Regions from separate parts of the Mus musculus genome. Here region 2 is linked to region 1. The links are chromatin contacts, called in public HiChIP or PLAC-seq maps. All regions are on one chromosome and are shown on one strand. Each heading gives the region's core, a stretch centred on a gene start, on an enhancer-like site or on the middle of the called end of the contact. The rest is flanking DNA. Distances are from core to core; before and after follow the strand shown. Region 1 has its middle 100 kb from the start of Gm40303. Region 2 holds the start of Tbc1d19 (TBC1 domain family, member 19).

Region 1 (2,993 bases), core at 455-2,954:
GTGGCTGTTGTCTTGGCAACAGGTCTGTAGGTCCTGCCTATGTGATGTCACAGGTTTCAGGGGCCCTGATGCCAACAGCCTCTATATTAGCTTTTGCTTCCAGTTTCCCACCCTGTCCTGACTTCCATTGATGATGAACAGTAATATGGAAGAGTAAGCTAAAATAAACTCTCTGCTTCCCAGGTTGCTTTGGTCATGGTGTTTCATCACAGCAATAGAAACCTTAAACTAAAACAGCATCCCTCTTTCAGCTTTTTTTTTTTTTTTTTTTTTTTTGGTTTTTTGAGACAGGGTTTCTCTGTATAGCCCTGGCTGTCCTGGAACTCACTTTGCAGACCAGGCTGGCCTCGAACTCAGAAATCCGCTTGCCTCTGCCTCCCGAGTGCTGGGATTAAAGGCATGCGCCACCACTGCCCAACCTTTCAGCTTTTTTCTTAATATTATTTTTTTTCTGGATAGACAGCCAGAGGCATCTTCCATTCCCCCTTCTGAAAAGCTCCACTAAGGTTCATGTAAAAAGTCCATTTCCTGACTGACTTTGAGAGAGGTAGCCACGCCCTCCTCTGCCCCCTTACTGTATCCTATACTTCTTTTTTCCTTGAGTCATTACTACTACTTTTCTCCTTGATTATTACTACTTTGTTTCATTGTTTCCTTTTCTTACTTGGATAGGCTTTAGTGAGAAGAGACCCTACTTTGCAGAGAAAATATCTTGTGTCTGTGTGGATGTGGCCCCTGTCAGTAATAAAATTGATGTGCTATAGCTTAGGCAGGAAATAGGATGCAGGCAGAAAGGATTCTGGGATAGTGCCAGGAGTGGGAGCTTCAACAGGGAAGATGTGGTGAGGCAGATGCATGGAACCTGAGCCCAGGTAGCCAGCCACATGGCAGAACAGAGATTAGAATAAATGGGTATTTTAAGTTATGATCTAGTCAGAGAAGAGCCTAGGTATATGTAAATATATTTTGAGTCTGAGTCTCATTTCTGGGAGCATGGGGCTGGGAGGAAGAACCAGGACTAAACTCAACACGACTTGGTTCACCCTTCCCCTCCAAGTGCATGCCTGTCCACCTGACACTCCATAAATAACCAAAGACAAATACTTTACAGATTTCCTCTGGGTTCTTCAGGACCAACCTCTATAGGGACTTACAATAGTCTCTATCATTGTTGACTTTTCTTTTTCTTTCTTTCTTTTTTTATTTTTATTTATTTTATTTTTTGGTTTTTCAAGACAGGGTTTCTCTGTGTAGCCCTGGCTGTCCTGGAACTCACTCTGTAGACCAGGCTGGCCTCAAACTCAGAAATCTGCCTGCCTCTGCCTCCCAAGTACTGGGATTCAAGGCATGCGCCATCACCGCCTGGTGACTTTTATTTCCTACTGACAAACTGGTGATCTTAGAAGCATGTTTTGGCTGCTAAAAGATCCCTTTTCCTTTGGGTCACTGAGGAGGTGACTCACCATGTTTAAACATTCAGAAACACTGTCCCCGTCAACAAATCTATTTACACAGCCCCAGTGGACGGTGGACGCCCTAGCTGACCTTTCAGTTAATACCTGCAACTAGGCAGACTCAGACCTCCCTATTGTGCTTAAAGCTAAGGACCTGGGAGCTGAGCGGGTCACTTAGCAGGGGTGGCTCTGCTTCAGACTCCAACTGTTCTCCTCTGTCCTCCCTCAGGTCCCCTGCTGTAGGGAGGCTCTCTGATAATAGGCACGGGAAATGTCAAGATCAGTCTTAGCTTTATCCACTCTCCCTACTTTTCCCATTTCTCCGAGCTCTGCTGCTTCTTTACTGTTAGGTCTCAAACTAGGGACAAATGGCTGAGAGGCCCATTTAACGTAGCAAAGCCAATGCCAGCCACCAGGTTCTCCCAGCATCCCTCCGTCCCTACCTGTTACAGGCATGTCTGGCATATCCTACCTCCTACCCCAAATGTCTTCCTTTCCACCCTGTATAAGTCAACCGTTTTGGTTACCTGTCATCTTTTGGTCTATCCTTTACCTTCCTGGCCTTTTGGTCTGCTTCTTTCCTACCCCCTCTCCTCACATGACCCAGCTCAAGATCATGTTCACTCTGGACTCTCCCAGATGTCCCTATGTGGTGGTTTGAATTTGCTTGGCCCAGGGAGTGGCACCATTAGGAGGTGTGGCCTTGTTGGAGTAGGTGTGGCCTTGTTGGAGGAAGTGTATCACTGTGGGGGTAGGCAATGAGACCCTCCTCCTAACCACGTAGGAGCCAGTCTTCTAGTGGCCTTCAGATGAAGAGATAAAACTCTCAGATCCTGCACCATGCCTGCCTGGATGCTGCCATGATCCCACCTTGATGATAATGGCCTAAGCCTCTGAACCTGTAAGCCAGCCCCAATTAAATGTTGTCCTTATATGAGTTGCCTTGGTCATGATGTCTGTTCATAGCATTAAAACCCTAACTAAGACACCCTGCCTCTCACTATGTCTTTTGTCTACAATAAACCTTCTCTGCCATACCTAGGAACAGTCATGTCCTTTTCTTTCTTTCTTTCTTTCTTTCTTTCTTTCTTTCTTTCTTTCTTTCTCTCTCTCTCTCTCTCTCTCTCTCTCTCTCTCTCTTTCTTTCTTGTCTGTCAAATCCATCTTTTCCCTTGATGATGGCTTAGTGCATTATACATGTCCTTAGAGTTTTTCTTGCCTGTGATCCTGGCTCTTAGGAAGGAGAAACCATCTCTTACCTGCTCAGAGGACAAATTGCTTGCCACCCACCATGCACAGCACTCCTCTCTCTATCCATTTGTTTGTGACTTGAGCCTCTTACTCTCCCCACTAGAGGAATCCAGGTTCTTGCTCACATCTGAAGGGAGAGAGTGCTCGCTCTCCCTGGCCCAGGCAAGCACACGCACACTGTGCTTCGGCAGCTCCCTGTAAGGCTCAGTGCCATGGACCATTCTGCCAAGAAGCTATGAGTGGATTCCCTGGAAGCCTGACTCATCCCATCTCATAATAACCTCTAAA
Region 2 (2,986 bases), core at 405-2,904, 440 kb after region 1:
TCCAATCTCACTGAGTTCCTATTGTCTAGCTGCTTTTGTCCCTTCCCTATTTAGAGTTTGCTCTTGGATCCCAAGCATTTCAATCTTCAGGCCACTGTCAGCAATTCAAATGAACAGATCTCACTGGAGGCCTATTGAATCTGAACTCGAGTTTGATTTAACAAAACCTCTTGTGACTCTTAAGCTCATTAACGTTCAATGTAATTAGGCTAAACTAGCCTTTTCAGCATTCTCAGCCTGTTTTCCTGAAATTCTACTCTTGCTGTGCTTAAAAAATATGTATACACACAAAACCAAAATTAATCCGTAAGTATTTTGGTGATATTATTCTAATGTGTATTCTAATTATTCTATTATTCTAATGTGTATTCTAATGTATAATTACACCTTAGGGCGTTTGCTGACCTACTATTGGCCTTTGGATTAACGTTCAATTAGTTAAATCAGTTACTTCTAATTATAACTATGTTTCATATATTTCCTTGAGGACACAAACTGTATTTTATTAAATATTTGTGCTCACACAGTTCCTTGTATGTAAATGCTCGATAAACTGAAAGTTGGACCATGTCTAAAAGATGGAATGAATGCATAGAAATCTAGATGGTAGATTTCTTAAAGACAAGGACAGTCAGGATCTTAGTCATTTTAAAATTAAGAATACTAAAAAAAAAAGTATTAGTAATTGTTGTTGGTTAATTTGTATGTGAAAGGAGACTAATACCAGGATATGATTGTAGATTCTAGAACAGCAGTTCCCAAGAACCACCCTTTCACAGGACTTGCTTAAGACCATTGAAAAAGGGCTGGAGAGATGGCTCAGTGGTCAAGAGCACTAACTGCTCTTCCAGAGGTCCTGAGTTCAATTCCCAGCAACCACATGGTGACTCAAAACCATCTATAACCATATGACAGTGTACTCATATACATTAAATAAATAAACTCTTAAAAAAGACTTCCTTTAAAAAAAGACCATTGAAAAACACATATATTTATATGTGTTTCATAACAATAGCAACATTACAGTTATGAAGAAGCTGCAAAAAAATTATGATTAGGGTTCACCACAACATGAGGAACTGTATTAAAGTGTGGCTGCATTAGGAAGATTGAGAACCACTGCTGTATAAAGCCTAGAGAATAGAAACAGTCGCAAAGGAAACAAGCGTGCAACTTCATGAATTGCTTCTTACCTCAGCCAACTATCAAAACATCCTGCCAATTGGTGTAAATTGAATTCTGCAATTTAAATACATCGCTTAAGTGCAACAGCTAGTATCAGAGCCCATAATTTTGGGGTGTAACCAGCAGCAATTGTGTTCACAGGCGTGTTCTGCAGAGATTGACTGGTGGAAGAGTTAAGAATCTCTATAATACAGAGTCTATATAGTAAATTTCAACACACACACACACACACACACACACACACACACACACACACACACACCACCTCGTTCTCGGTTCTTTTTTGCACATCTGAAACTTTGTGGCTGCGGAAGAACAAGCTTTTGTTCTGTGTTTTCGATCAGACTGGGTAGGAACAATGAAATCTACTTCCCGGCCCTGGTCTCTTTCCGCCCTCGGAACGCATGTGCGAGGTCTTTCAGATGCGGAGGGGACCAGAGAGGGACGGACGCACGGCCCAGCAGTTGCCTGGCAACGCCCGCTGGAGGAGTCCCGCCGAAAAAAGGTCCGGGAGAAGTGTCAGCGGCCAGGAGTGGGACCCTGCAGCGCATTCTTTCCTTGCCGGCGGCCGTCCCCGCGGCTGGCGGGTTAGGGCAGGGGAAATGTTGCAGGAGGAGTCGGACCTGTCCCTCATCATTGCCCAGATCGTCCAGAAACTCAAGGGCTCCAATTTGTATGCTCAGCTGGAACGGCAGGCCTGGGTAAGCGGGGCTGATGGGAAGCTATGGAGACCGGCAGGCCGCAGGATGACCTGCCTGCTACACTGCCTTCACCCAGGCCAGAGCTTTTTGCTCTCTCCACCCCTTTCTGCTGTTTTAAACCCCTCCCTGAGCCTTGCACCTTGTTTGCTCAGACCCAGGAGTGAGGCAATTGTATTTTTTTAAAGATGGGTGGGGCTCATCACGCCCTTCTTCAGGCCAGAGAATGGCCAAGGCTTCTCCCGTTTATTCTTGTAGTCGTTTAAGGGACCTATTTTTTATTTTTTAGATGTTGGACTCACGAGCAGCATGCCTTCCTTCTTTTTTACTTTCTCGTGGATGGATTGGGATCCCATGTGCTTTATTCTAATGTGTCACTTTGTTGCACTTTGCTCTCCCTACAGTGATTTTTTTTTTAATGTGCCCACCTAGCGTTTATTGAATTCATTTAAACAGACTCGGCCCTGCGAGTAGACAGAATAACCAGTAGAGCTTTACTGTATGAGAATGTAGTGTGAATGGAATCCTACAGTACCAAAACTTTTGTGGATGCTTCTGTCCCCGTTAGGATTTTGAGATCCATCCAAACTTGGTATTTTAGTACTTCTGTTCCCATTAGTTTCTCTAGTTAGTACTTACCTGGTGGATATTTAGGTTGTTTAGAGATTATGGATAATGCCAATATGTATATTCTGTGACTTTATCTTTATCCCATGGATTGTCCAGAAAATGTATTGTTTAGTTTTCAAATTTGGGGAGATCTTTCCAGTTTCTTCCTTTTGTTGATTTCAAGTTTAACTCCAGGATGGATAAAATTTATATTATGTTAATTCTTTAAATTTTGTTGGAGTATTTTTTTATTTTTAAGATTCGTAATTTGTTTTCTCTTGTTGAACATCCTTTGTGTACTTAGTAAACATCTTTTTTTTTTTTATAATTTAGAAATGTCAGTTAAGTAGGTTGAAAGTTTTGTTTAAGTGTATCTTTACTGAGTGTGGTATGTGATGATTAATCTTGTTTGTTGACTTAAAACACCTGAGAAGAGGAAACCTTAATTGAGAAATTGATCTCCTAAGCTGCCTCTGTGGACATATGCACGGGGC

Evidence for each region. HiChIP or PLAC-seq counts read pairs in DNA pulled down with a chosen protein or histone mark.
Region 2: a FOXA1 HiChIP or PLAC-seq map of pancreatic cancer cells shows a contact between it and region 1. The contact joins the promoter of Tbc1d19 here to the enhancer-like site in region 1. A contact is called at or near these places in 3 of 39 promoter capture datasets (liver, neural stem cells and pre-B cells), 8 of 484 Hi-C or Micro-C datasets (cortical neurons, embryonic fibroblasts, embryonic stem cells and 3 more), 8 of 115 datasets of contacts at active chromatin or transcription factors (bone marrow-derived macrophages, embryonic stem cells, microglia and 3 more) and 1 of 9 other capture datasets (liver).

Annotation. Positions count from the first base shown.
Region 1 is chr5:53,368,932-53,371,924 of GRCm38.p6, forward strand. No RefSeq gene overlaps it. Among named protein-coding and RNA genes, the nearest start is that of Gm40303, 100 kb to the left of the region's middle. Within about 2 kb of position 1,705, at least 56 of the 459 cell types and tissues checked have an H3K27ac peak or open chromatin away from gene starts, as enhancers often do. A contact at or near this core is called in cortical neurons, embryonic fibroblasts and pancreatic cancer cells, where this site is marked.
Region 2 is chr5:53,807,973-53,810,958 of GRCm38.p6, forward strand. It overlaps Tbc1d19 (TBC1 domain family, member 19), which reads left to right and starts at 1,655. Exons shown (of 21, transcript NM_144517.4): 1 at 1,655-1,886. The coding sequence starts at 1,788.